Linked DNA regions of Mus musculus: all the other regions are linked to region 1. Evidence: chromatin contacts called from public HiChIP or PLAC-seq and promoter capture Hi-C data. All regions are on one chromosome and are shown on one strand. Each heading gives the region's core, a stretch centred on a gene start, on an enhancer-like site or on the middle of the called end of the contact. The rest is flanking DNA. Distances are from core to core; before and after follow the strand shown. Region 1 holds the start of Colgalt1 (collagen beta(1-O)galactosyltransferase 1). Region 2 holds the start of Ssbp4 (single stranded DNA binding protein 4). Region 3 holds the start of Crlf1 (cytokine receptor-like factor 1). Region 4 holds the start of Slc25a42 (solute carrier family 25, member 42).

Evidence for each region. Promoter capture Hi-C pulls out the DNA fragments that hold promoters and counts their contacts. HiChIP or PLAC-seq counts read pairs in DNA pulled down with a chosen protein or histone mark.
Region 2: an H3K27ac HiChIP or PLAC-seq map of bone marrow-derived dendritic cells shows a contact between it and region 1, with 3 times the contacts expected there. The contact joins the promoter of Ssbp4 here to the promoter of Colgalt1 in region 1. A contact is called at or near these places in 1 of 39 promoter capture datasets (pre-B cells), 1 of 484 Hi-C or Micro-C datasets (embryonic stem cells) and 4 of 115 datasets of contacts at active chromatin or transcription factors (bone marrow-derived dendritic cells, bone marrow-derived macrophages, embryonic stem cells and 1 more).
Region 3: a contact with region 1 is called in a promoter capture Hi-C map of pre-B cells, with 2.4 times the contacts expected there. The contact joins the promoter of Crlf1 here to the promoter of Colgalt1 in region 1. A contact is called at or near these places in 3 of 39 promoter capture datasets (cranial neural crest, embryonic stem cells and pre-B cells).
Region 4: a contact with region 1 is called in a promoter capture Hi-C map of liver, with 2.3 times the contacts expected there. The contact joins the promoter of Slc25a42 here to the promoter of Colgalt1 in region 1. A contact is called at or near these places in 4 of 39 promoter capture datasets (cranial neural crest, liver and pre-B cells).

What each region holds. Positions count from the first base shown.
Region 1 is chr8:71,609,056-71,612,416 of GRCm38.p6, forward strand. It overlaps Colgalt1 (collagen beta(1-O)galactosyltransferase 1), which reads left to right and starts at 1,969. Exons shown (of 12, transcript NM_146211.3): 1 at 1,969-2,389; 2 at 3,029-3,139. The coding sequence starts at 2,145.
Region 2 is chr8:70,606,944-70,610,023 of GRCm38.p6, forward strand. Ssbp4 (single stranded DNA binding protein 4) reads right to left here and starts at 1,371. Exons shown (of 18, transcript NM_001372473.1): 1 at 1,182-1,371. The coding sequence starts at 1,237.
Region 3 is chr8:70,491,886-70,495,039 of GRCm38.p6, forward strand. It overlaps Crlf1 (cytokine receptor-like factor 1), which reads left to right and starts at 1,263. Exons shown (of 9, transcript NM_018827.4): 1 at 1,263-1,515. The coding sequence starts at 1,392.
Region 4 is chr8:70,210,466-70,213,807 of GRCm38.p6, forward strand. Slc25a42 (solute carrier family 25, member 42) reads right to left here and starts at 1,816. Exons shown (of 8, transcript NM_001007570.2): 1 at 1,763-1,816.

The DNA.
Region 1 (3,361 bases), core at 719-3,218:
TGTTTGACTTGAGGGAGTACCAGACATTTCTTTGTATGATAACAGGTCTGGATACTTTATAACCAAGGCAAGTGGCCAACTCCCAGGGATCCTCCTGTCTCAGCTTCCCAAGGGTTGGGATTTTAGATGAGTAATCCCAAACCTGGAGAAAAGTTTATTGTTGTTTTTTTCATTTTCTTTTGTTTTTCAGTTGAAACGTACACTCCTGTAGCCCCAGCTTCCCTGAACCTTTCTGGGTAGCTGAGGATGATCTTGAAACCTTATCTGGACCTGGGAGTGACAGGTTACCAGCACTAACTAGCTAAGAATTACTATTTATAAATGTTGTTAGCATGATTATGGGCAAATATACCCTGGAAGGGCTGGGACATGGTGGCACATGCTATTAATCCCAGCACTCCAGAGGCACAGACAGGAGAATCTCCTGAGTTCCAGACCTGGTCTACACAGTGAGTTCCAGGACAGCCAGAGCTACACAGAGAGACCCTGTTTCAGAAAAACAGAACAAAACAAAAAAGCCTGGAAGAGTTCCCATGGAAACATGATCAGTGTCTCCAGAAAACCTACTCAACTGGGTTCAAATGGGAATCACTCCTTTTACAGAAGGACATTGTGGGTGGTGGTTGTACACACCCTTTCTCATTCTCCCTTCCCCCACCGTGATGTCACTCAATCCTTGGGGCCAGTCAGCGAGTGCAGCTCCCCAGTAAAACTACCCATCTTTAATATAATCGAATCTGGCATAAATTGGCTCATTTCACCAGTGGTGGAGAAATAACCTATCAGGAGATGTCTTGTGGACCCTAGGGTCCTCTAGAGGCTAGGGACCAGAGTAGGAAAATCTATGTGGATTTTACCAGTCTGCTGGCCTGGTGGTATATGCCTGTCCCAGAACACAGGAGAATGAAGCAGAAGTATAGCTGTGAATTTATAGAGTGAGCTTGCCGAGTAAGAACCTGTTTTAAAAACAAACCAGGAGAAATGGGCTAGTGGGATGGTTCTGTAGGTAAAGGTGCTCAGACCTGAGTGGTGTTCTATTTCCAACACCACACAGTGGTTGACAACTATCCGCAACTCCAGTTCTAGAGGAGTTGATGCCCTCTTTTAACCTCCTTGGAGAACAGGGACACACACACACACACACACACACACACGTTATACAGCCGTACATGTAGGCAAAACACTGAAACACAGAAAATGAAAACAACAGTAAGAGCAGGAAGGGGCGCACACAAGCCATTTTTTTTTTTAAGATTTATTTGTTATTATAACAATAGTACACTGTAGCTGTCTTCAGACACACCAGAAGAGGGAGTCAGATCTTGTTACGGATGGTTGTGAGCCACCATGTGGTTGCTGGGATTTGAACTCTGGACCTTCGGAAGAGCAGTCGGGTGCTCTTACCCGCTGAGCCATCTCACCAGCCCCACACAAGCCATTTTTAAGAAGGCCAGAGGGCAATACAATTTGGGGACTGAGGATTCTGGATCCTCAGACATGGTAGCAAGCGATTTTACCCACTGAGCCATTTCGCTGGCTTTTTTTTTTTTTAATGATTTTTCGAGACAGGCTTTCTCTGTGTAGCCCTGGCTGTCCTGGAACTCACTCTGTGGACCAGGCTGGCCATGACCTCAGAAATCCGCCTGCCTCTGCCTCCCAAGTGTTGGGATTAAAGGCGTGGGCCACCACTGCCCGGCTCGATGGCTTCTTAAATGGAGCAACGAACAAACAAAAATAACCATGTCGCAACCTTGGAAACTGAGATGACATGGTTCTAAATAGAAGAAGCTTCTGTAAAGAGCCACCGCGTGAGATTAGAGGGCTCCAAAACAGAACACTCTCAGGGCGTGGTCAAAGAACTGTCTGTGTCTTTAAAGCTCGAGCTAGGGGCGGGGCTTCCGGAACCTCCCCGCAAGTGACGTCTTGTGACCGGGTTATTGCGGTCGGCGGAAAGCAGTGGAAGCTTTTAAAGGCGTAGCCTTGTCATGCCTCTCTCCAGGACTCACAGTATGACCCGCGGGCCACTTCCCTTTAAGGAGCGTGTCAGGGGTGGGACCTGGATGTGTCCTTCCCGCCGCCGACTCCTTTAAGGCGCGGCCCTCGTCCCCCGGCAGAAAAGCTGCTTAAAGGCGACGCGTGGCGCGATGGCGGCGTTGCCACGCGGGTCACGCGGGCTGCCGCTGCTGCCACTGCTCCTACTGCTGCCGCCGCTGGGCGGCCCGCGCGGCGCGGACGGCTACTTTCCAGAGGAGCGCTGGAGCCCCGAGTCCCCGCTACAGGCGCCGCGCGTGCTCATCGCGCTGCTGGCGCGGAACGCGGCACCCGCGCTGCCCGCCACGCTGGGCGCCCTGGAGCAGCTGCGCCACCCACGGGAGCGCACGGCGCTGTGGTGAGCTGCGGGCCCTTGCGCGGTGCACCGGGACTAGGCGGGACTCAAGTCTCTACCGGAGGGAGGTTGCTATGCACTTGGGCTCGGCTGTGCGCTGCGGAGACTCGGTCCTCTTTCTGAGGACCTGAGTTATGTACCCCAGGGATTACGCACTTGAGGGGGCTCGGCTCTATATCCATAGTGCCCGGGCTCGTCCCCACTGCGGCTTGGGACCCCAAGCTGCTGCCTCCTCCCCTCAGGTACTTAGGAATCTGTTCTGATTTGCTGCCAGCCCTCACAGCGAGCTACCATCCTAGAACCTCTGACTCCTTAGAATGGGCCAGGCTGGTGCTTCCAGACCCTTATAGCGAACTCCGGGACTTCCAGATAAGATTCCTGAGGCTCGGGCCAGCATTCCACGCTAACAAAGTTAATGAACTTATCTTTGTGACAGGGTCTCACACCAATGTGCTTTCCAAACCAGCAGGTTCTGTTCAGTTGTGTACTAGTGAGCTGGGTGTCATCTTTACTCCCCTGTCACCGATGGATGGGCAACAGGCTTGGAGTGTAGCGAGTTTTATCCAGGGTGTTATAGCTGATGGGTCTGAGCCAGGTTGGGAAACCCCCAGTGCCATCATCTTGTCCTGTCTGTGCTCACAGGGTGGCCACAGATCACAACACTGACAACACTTCAGCCATACTTCGAGAGTGGCTGGTGGCAGTGAAGGGTTTATACCACTCTGTGGAGTGGCGACCGGCAGAGGAACCCAGGTGAGCCTCAAATCCCCGACTGGAGTACTGAAGCTTGGGAAGGTAGGATCTAGAATGCTCCAGTTCTATCGTCAGCTTCCCCACCAGGTCCCTATCCTCTCAGCAGACCTTTGTCCCGTTGTCCTTCACTCCATTGTGCAACTTTGGACACAGCTGCCACACCTTTGTGGCTGAATTCCTTTGTGTCTGGTGGCTACCTACTGCTGTGTCTAGGGTCTTGCC
Region 2 (3,080 bases), core at 121-2,620, 1.0 Mb before region 1:
ACTTCTCTGTGCCAGGTGATCTGTCCCCTACCCAGGGCTGCACTGGGCAACTCAGCCTCTAGGCAAGCTGCCCCCTCAGGCCCTGCTACAATCCAGGCCTCCACACTCACACCTCAAAGGTGAGTGCTGGGCTCCCAGCACACTTCAAACGTTCCCGCTTCACCTACTTCTCCACACAGGCACCTCGGAAAGGAAGGCCAGCCCAGGCGTGTCCTCACTGGAAGCTAGAGCACAGCCTGTCCACCTGGGCAGCGCACCCTGTATCTTCAATGTGGGGCGTCTAGAGCCAGACCCATTCTGGCTCACCTGGGACTCCGGGAGGTGTCCCGGGACCGCCATGGTCAGGCTCTGCACCTCTCTAGGCTTTGAATCCGCACCTTTGCCTACAAGCGACAGTGGAGTCCAACTTCCACGCAAACCTCCAAAACCCCAACACCCCGCAGGGCATTAGGGTCCGACCCAACCTCTTCAAATTTGCAGCCACAATGAACCCACGTGTCCTGTTTCAAATCTCCAGCTTGGATACTTGGGACTCTGCGGCCCTAAGACCTGAAGCTGTCCTCCAGTGCCATGGTCTCACAGCCAACCCCGAAAGCTCACACCTGTCAGGTTTGTGTGACCCCAGAACTCCCGAGGCCTTACAACCCTCAGATGCTGTGCCTGCCCTGGGCATCCTGTGACCGCTCAAGTCCTAACTCCTGATCTCCCATACACCACCGACTCCCTAGTGAGCCCCTGATCCTGCACCCGATGAACCGCCACGTGACCCCAGCAACCCCTTGGCTCTTGTTTGACCCATTGATTTCCTGTCCCCTCAGGTATTCTGAGACCCCAAGCCCCCTTGGAGCTCTCAAGCTCATGCCCATGCCCTCTATCTCATGTGACCCCCCCACCAAGACCCTGGAACTCGAGTACCTCAATATATTCTGTCCTTTGTGTATTCTGTGACCCCAAAGGACCCTCAGGTCTCGCACACCCACAATCACACACCCTTCTGGTCTCGCGTGACCCCATGAGCCCCTTGATCTCGTGTGTACCCCTGAAATCCCGCACCATTTTGATCTCCAGTCACTCCCCGATCTCCTCGGGATCTCCTGTGTCCCCCCTGAAATCCCGCACCATTCTGGTCTCGCGTGACCCCATGGTCCCCGGTCCCGCGTGGCCCCGCACCGCGCACTCACTTCTCGCGCGCCTGCCCGTCCGAGGGCGCGCAGCCCTTGCTCGCCTTGCCGTACATGCTCCGCACCTGTCAGGCGCGCGTGGCCATCGCTGCCCGCGCCCCGATCCCCGCGGCCATGTCCGCGCGGGAGCTCCGGCCGCGGGTGGGTTCTCGCCGCGCTGCCCTCCCCGGGCTGTTCCGGGAAGCGCGCCACCGCCACCGCGCGCTCCCGCCGCTCTTAAAGTGGCAACGGCGGGAGCGCGGGTGGGCCCCCCCCCCGCGCGCGCGCTGGGAGCGCGCACGCGCAGAGCCCGCGGGGGCGGCACTGCCCACCAATAGGCTGCGCACCAATAAGTACAGACTTCAATACCTCCCCCCAAAGATATTCAAGCCCGGGACGCGCTCCAGCAGTTGCTATTTGTGCAATTGGGAAGCTGAGGCAGGGGGATGGCCGCGAGCTCCAAGCATACCTCGGCTGCGGAGCAAGACTCCCAGTTGTACAGATCTGGGGGTGGGGGTGGGGTGCTGTGGATATCTCCGTTTCGACTCAGGAACTGCACTAGGCTCTTGGGCTCACAGGATATGCGCCCATGACATTCTACTCCCAGGACACTCTCTGCGAGCCAATACAGCGCTGCGGGCTGTGAGGGGCCCTTTTGAGAGAGTTTCATATAGGCCAGGCTTGTCTCAAACACATAAAACAGATAACCCTGAAATTCTAATCCTCCTGCCTCAGCCTCCCTAGCGTTTGCACGACAGGCGTGTGCCACTTAGCCTGGTCTGTGTGCTGTGCACAGAGCCCGGTTTTTTTTTTTTTGTTTTTTTTTTTATGCATGCCAGCGTTGTAAGGACTGAACCCCAGACCAAGCACGTTTTGTTTGTTTTTCTGAAAGTGTTTCTTAACGCGGTAGACAGAGGCAGGAGGATCTCTGTGAATTCGAGGCCAGCCTGGTCTATATGGCGAGTTCCAGGACAGCAGCCAATACATAGTGAGACCCTGTCTCAAAGTCGGAGTAAAAACGGTGTCTCCTGTAGCCCAGGCTGACCTCCAGCTCTCTACTTCACTAAGGCTCCTTGAACAGGTGGTCCTCCTGCCTCCACCTCTGGGTGCACGCTGGGAATGAGAGCATGCTTCTTTCCCCCACTCCAGCGCAGACGCACGTGTATAACACGCGGCCCCGTGAGAGCACGAGGGGTCGTGGCGCATGGGCGTCGGGAAGCATCCAGGCTAAGGCTTGCTATCGCTGCAAGTGTCCCCGGTTGGACACGACGGGTTTAGTGGGGACTTGCTGGAGATTGCGCACAGGTGGGTCGTCAGCACCCGGTGGCGCAGTCATGAGCTCAGGTTTCCTGTGTGAGTGTGACAGCATGCAGGTCACCACGGCGCTAAGTCTCGCGTGGTGTCCCTGGTGCAGGCAGATCCCCTAGCCCGGGCCTCCCCGCCCCCACCCTAGTGGGCGGGCGGGAAGCCGAGCCGCCGTGGTTCCAGGCGCTCAGGAAAGGCTGCCGGGGCGCGCCCCGCCTCCTCCCCCAGGGCTCAGCTGGGCCGACGCCGGCCTTTCCCATTTCCTGCTTGGCCCGCCACCCCCTCCCCCAGCTTCCTCTCCCCGCCGCGGGGCTGGCGACTGCTGGGTGCCAGGAAGGCCGTCGGTGCGCCTGGGCCACCGCGCACTACAGCTCTTTGCAGGCCCTGTTCTCAGCGAGACACAGAGAGGTTGCGAGTGCAGCCGGGAGGCACAGCACGCAGCTCCGAGTTTCCTTCCACCCTCAATTGTGTCCCCAAGGTCTGGAGATGCCCAGGACGCAAGGTTTCCCCTCTCTCAGCCACAAATTTTTGATTCAGTGTCTTCACCCACCCCAACCCCCGGAACTATTTATTGAGCGCCTGCTGTCTACCGGGCCCTGGGGACCCAGCGGGGAC
Region 3 (3,154 bases), core at 13-2,512, 1.1 Mb before region 1:
TGGAGGACCTTTAAGGAAGGGGCTGAGCCTCCAAGGGAACGGCTGTATGGGAGAAATCGAGCCCTTTACTCTCAGGGAGCTGTGGCTGGGGGCCTTTACCAAACCCGTGGGGTGGGACCACCCGGGAACTCGCATTTCAAGCGCCGCCCCACCAGCAAAGACCTTGCAGGCCAGAGACCTCCCTTCGTGGGCATCCGGATAGGGTGGAGACGAAGAAGCGATCAGAGAGATGAAATGCCAGGGCTGGGTTGGTCCGGGAGGGGTCCCCAAAACCCCAAACAGTGGCCAACAAAAATAACCCAGAGAAAAAACTCTGCGCTCAATCAGTGATAATTCTGCGTTGCTCGGGGCTGCCCGCGTTACCTGAAGTTGGCGGGCGGCGGCCGCTGCAGTGATTACTCACCGCGTGGCGCACCCCACCCGCGGGCCGCTGAGTGGATTTTTCCGTGGGGGGATGTGAAGAAGTTTAGGGAGAACTCTTCTGCACCGATGGGAACTAGGAATGCAGGGTTCGGTCCCGTTCCCCAAAGGACACACCTCTCCCCATGAGCCCACTCATAAGGGCTCCCTGCACGCGCTCCGGGACATCCCCATATCCAATACCCGCAGATATGATAGTTGAGAAGGGACCAGAGGCCGGAGACTCCCTCCCTGCCTTCTGGCTCCCCCCCCCCCGCACGAAACGAGACTACAGCGATGGGAGAGGTGGCATGAAGGCTTAGGGTGGGGATCGGTAGGACCCATGCACCCAGAGAAAGGGACTGGTGGCAACTTTCAAACTCTCTGGGGAAGGAAGAAGGGCTGAAAGAGGATGAACGGGCTCAGGTACTGCTCAATGTGTGTGTGGCGGACCAAAGTGGGTATGGGGGCCCCGTAAGAGGGGCGGGGAAGGTGGATAGGAAGGATCCCGGTAGACTGGAGGGGATCCTGGAAAAGCACCAGGGCTGCGAGCTAGGAACCCATTCGGAGTTAAGGGTACAGGATCCCAGATGAGGGGGTGGGAAGCCTGGGACGGGCGGGACCAGAGAGGGAGGTCCCACGGGCTGGTGGGGAAAGAGTGGGGGGCTTCGCGCAGGAGGATGGGACGTTCAGGAGTGGTAACTGGGCGGAGGCCGGCCGGGCGGGGCGCGCGGTGCCCGCGGGCGGTGGGAAGGCCGGTGCGGGGCCCACGATCAACCCCCCCCCCCAGGGGCCGGGCCGGGCCGGGGGCGGGGCCGGGCGGGGCGAGCGGCGCATTAGCGCCTTGTCAATTTCGGCTGCTCAGACTTGCTCCGGCCTTCGCTGTCCGCGCCCAGTGACGCGCGTGAGGACCCGAGCCCCAATCTGCACCCCGCAGACTCGCCCCCGCCCCATACCGGCGTTGCAGTCACCGCCCGTTGCGCGCCACCCCCATGCCCGCGGGTCGCCCGGGCCCCGTCGCCCAATCCGCGCGGCGGCCGCCGCGGCCGCTGTCCTCGCTGTGGTCGCCTCTGTTGCTCTGTGTCCTCGGGGTGCCTCGGGGCGGATCGGGAGCCCGTGAGTACCGTGCGCCCTGCTCCCCACCTCCCCAGGGAAGCCGGGATCCGGCGCCCCGGGGGGTAGTCGCGGGGGATGGAAGAGGGGGCGCGAGCGCCACCTGGACGTCCCGGGAACAAAGGAAGGCGGCCCTCGGGGCGCCCTCACCTGTGGGGCTCATGGCACCACCACCCAGCCTCCCAAGAGTACCCCGTTATACATCAGAGGCCTCTTATCTGTATCCCCTTTGCGAGGCTGTCTGGCCAGGCTCAGTTTGAAGGACATCGCAGTGTCCTGGGACCCCCCTCCTTCAGGGTGCTGGGACGCTTCGGGGCGCACGCCTGTGTCTTGGATATCAGAGCGGAAGGGAAGCCTCCCTGGCCGGGGACGCACGCTTGGGTGCGTTGGGTTGGGTGCTGGCGCAAAGTGGGGTCCCCTCCCCCATGAAGTGATGATCCCCGGGGGGAGGGTGGGGCGTTATCGTGAGCCCTCCTGTCCGCCTGGCATGCGGCCCGGCGTCCCTCGGGACTTGCCTCTCCGTGGGGTCGGCGCCGCCCCCTCCCCCCTATAGCAGACTCCATGCTTTGGTATCCTCGAAGTCCTCTCCACTGGTGGGGCTCACAACCGGTCTCATTCAGGCTGCGCTGGGTTGAGAGCCTCTAGCGACTGAAATTTCGGTGAGGAGCGAGAGCAAGCGTGTCCGGGCACCGCGAGCCCAGACTTCATTGTCTAAGGGGCACCCAGTGGGGGTCAGCTGCCGAGAGAATCCCACTGTCCCAGGAGGAACTCCTGGCCTTGAGCCCCCATCACCCAACGCACACATCCCCGCCAGGATGCGGTCTCCACATCCAGACCCTCTCTGGGACACACCCAAAGACACACAAAAGAGCCCCACTGGCTTATGTCCCGTCACCCTGCCCTCCGACGCGCGCTGCAGCCCAGATGCGTATTCGCACACCATCGCGGCGCTCGCATTCCATCCTCTACACAGACACACACACACACACACACACACACACACACACACACACACACACACGCACGCACACACACGCACGCCCGCACTCGTGGTCCCACATTTATTTCACAGGGGAGGCAACACCGGGGTACGCATATGGTTGAGTGCACTGGAGATCTTTCCCCACCACTCTCAGGACCCCATCCGGAGACACAGGCCACACCGCAGGGGCACCACGCTGCGCTGCTGCTCTGGGCTAGTAGTCTTGTGCAGTTTGTCCGCGGTGTCTGTGGACGCCCTCCCGCTCTTGTCAGGGGACAGGAACCTACACTCCTGCTTGCCCAAGGCGGCTGGGCAGGTGATGTGGTGACACCCGGGACCTTTCCGGGGAGTTGGTGTTGCTGCCAAGCCTGGGTAGTTTTTGAATGCCACCAATAGCGCTAAGCTTTGTTTCCGGGCGGGCTGCAGAGCAACAGGCGAAGGTGGCGGAGTGGGGGTGGCGCGTGTGTTTTTTCTTTTAAGGGGGAGAGAAATTAAATAAGAGGTTCTCACACCTCTGCAATCTGTTTGTACTTACCGTGTGTCTTAGCACCTGACCAGCCAGCCGGTGGGTCGTAAAAGTGTATGCAGGTACCAGCGGGACAGGAGATGGGGGCCCCTGGGGTATGGCTGGGATGGAGGCCACCTTCCCGTTGGCCTTTC
Region 4 (3,342 bases), core at 566-3,065, 1.4 Mb before region 1:
CTGACGCTTTAAGCAGTTGAAACATTAGCTCTCCCAACTCTGAGAAGTATTTCCTTACTGTTGAACAGCAGCAAGGAACTCGGGCAGGTCACGGAGAAGGCCTGGTCCGACCGCAACCAACAGCGCCCCAGATGTTTAGCAGCCCACCAATCCAGCCTGCCTCCACACCCTCCAAAGCCTGGAGACACAAGCTCAGGCAGCCACCTAGGGGCTGTCCCTTCCAGCTAAGCATTTCCGGATTCATCAGTCACGACTTGGGAGAAATGCCTGGGAATGGGGTGGAGTATGGTGGGGGCTCCCTTCCTCCACTAACTCAAGAGACAGAAACACCAGTAAGCAGCCTTTGACAGGAGCTGGCTCACAGACAAGGCTCAAGGGGGCCAGGCAGAGCCTGCTGCAGCGTTTGAGGGCTTCAGACTTCTGGTTGGTGAACTGGGATGCTCTGAGCATCAGGCTGAGGAGATTATTCTAAGTCCAGAAATGACTCAAAAGCTGTCCAGCCCTGAGATTTTTGTTTGTTATTGGTCTTTGAGACAGGGCCTCTGAGTAGCCCAGGCTGGACATGAACTCCAGATCCCCCTGCTGAGATGATAAGTGTGTACCCCCACACCTGGTTTCTCTGGTGCTAGGAATGGAACCCCCAACTTCAAACAAGCACTCTACCAACTCCACTCCCGTCTATGCACTGTTTGCTCATTAGTTTTCTTTCCTTTCTTTTTGTGAAACAAGGTCTTAAACAGACCAGGCTACTCAAATTCACTGTGTGTAGCCAAGGTAACCTTGAACTTCTGATCCTACCTCTACCTGTTCAGTGCACAGATGACTCATAACATCATGCTGTGTCAAGAAGTGATTTTATATGCATATACATATACATATTGTGGTGTGTGTGTGTGTGTGTGTGTGTGTGTGTGTATTTACGTGTGTGCCACAGAGCCCATGTAGAGATCAGAGGACAACTTTTGGCAGTTCCCAAAAACTCAGTTTGCTGAGCCATCTCACCTGACCTCAAGCACTCTTTATAAAAGTTCAAGGACAACCTGGGTTACAGTGCAAGACTTTGACTCCAAAACTAATCAATAAATAAATACAATAAAATGAAATGCTAGAAATAAATTTAAAAGCCCTGTTAAAGCAATAACAGACCAGGTGGTACCCCACACTTTTAATCCTGGCACTTGGGAGGCAGGGGCAGGGAGATCTCTGTGAGTTCCAGACCAGCTGGCTCTACACAGTGAAACACGGTTTCCAAAACCAAGCCACCACTCGCACTACACGGGGGACGAAAATAAAAAATTTAAAACCACAAGTTAGGTGGACTTTGCTTTGGGAGTGAAGCGATGGTTGCGCGACAGGGACGGGGAGAGGCACGCAGGTGCACGTGTGTAGCAGCCGCGTCCGGGTGGCACCCGAAGCTTGCACCCGAAGCGTCCACCCGGGTTCCAAAGGAAGGACACGCAGCGGGCTGAGGAAGATCAGGTCTGCGAGGCACGCATGTTGGGTGCGTAAGCGGCCACCTTGGCCTCACAGGGGTTGTCACTCTCAGGGCAGCTCGGTGTGAAATTAGGGTTCGGCCTGGCCGTGGGGACCCCGAGGACGCGCGAAACACAGGGTGTGTGAGGGGATCTGTCACCTCTCCACGCTCGCGACACTGCTGTCACAACGAAACGGCCCCATGCCGCGCTTCCTCCCAGCCCGGGCCGCGAGAACCCCGCCACCCCGCGTCGCCCCTTGGCGCCTGCACTCCTTGGGTCGCGCTCACCTGCCCGGACGCGTCGCCGCTGCTGCCGCTACTGCCTCAGCCGCCTCAGCCGCTGCAGCCCCGCCTCGCGCGGGCCCTAAGCTCGAGGCCGGGAGGGGCCCAGGCCCTGCCGCCATTGGTCACGCCCTGTCCAATCAGCGCTGGAGACGGCAAGAATTGGTAAGCATGGCACAGACGGGCATCCTTTTTAACCAATCGCTAAAGGAAGGGGCGAGGCTACATGGAGGGGCGGCCCTGGTTCTTCTGAGCGTTCTACACCGGGTACAAGGCGGAGAGGCCTGGTGGGGGGCGTTCAAGAATTGGAACCCGCAGAAAATGGGCAGAGCTTCCGGCCAATTGCCAAGGGGTATAGGCGGAGCTAAGAGGAAAGGCGGCTCTTGGTTTCTGAGAATTCGGGGCACAAGGAGACAGAAGCGAGGATTGGATTCTGCAGAAAACAAGCAACGCTTTGGGCCAATAACTGAAGGGAGGGGGCGGGGCCTGGAAACAGCCCTCTTAGCCAATCGCTGAAGAGCAAGGTCAGCGCTCTGAGTAAGCTGGCGCGCTGGGCAAGGGCGAAGCTCGAGGATCGGAGGGTGTAGCCCGGAGGGCAACGATGATTGACTGCGACACTAAAGATGTACAGGTCCTGGGACCAATCGCAGAAGCTGTAGGCGGTGCATCTTCCAGGGGTGGGCGCGCTAGGTACAGACCATAACTATCTTGTCTGCCCTGGATGATCTAGTATGTTCCGCGCAGACTCCTCAGGTTCCCATGGCGCTCAGAAGCTTTACTCTTTCCTGAATTTAGACTTTGACAGTTGAAACACTCTTGGTTAATTCTCAGCCCGTCCCTCCTTTACTGTTCCCCTGCCGATGATACAAAGGGCAGAAACTCAGATCACTCAGCCTTCCTCTGCTACTTGAGTTCATGTGCAAAACATGGGAAGCAAAAGTGCAATCCTGCTGACGTGATCTGACTTTCAGAAAGTGACGTCTCTGGGTCCAAGCTTTATCCTTTACGAGATCTTATGACATCCCTGTGTTTGTGGTAACTGGTGAATTAACCAAACAATAAATACAACCACATGTCAAAGGGAACACAGAGAGGTCAAGCTCTTTGACCAAGGTTACAGAGCACTTTAGCTGTTCAATTTGTATATTGAAGCTCTGAACCCCCTCAGAAAGGGTAGTAAGACAGTGGGGAACGGAGTGACCTGAGTTACTCAGTCTGCTCAAGCCTTGGACAGAGCAATCCTTAGGTTCAATCTTGCCTCCCTGACCCCTTTGTGGAAACAGAAGGAGCCAGCAAGATGGCTCAATGGGTAAATGTTAATCCTACAGATTCAAGGAGAAAGACCACCGACCCAAATCATGGCCAAGAAAATTAAAGCAAGCAATTAATTAAAGCAAGCTTGTGTACATGGGATGTCTCTTCCTAAAAACCAGACATCAATCAACATTGAAAGTGGGGAAAATACATTTGTTTTATTTGTTTTTGTTTTGAGACAGTGTCTCACTATGGAGCCCGGGTTGTCCTGGAACTCACTATGTAGACTAGACGTGCCTCAAAAACACAGTGATCTAACTGCCTCTGCCTCC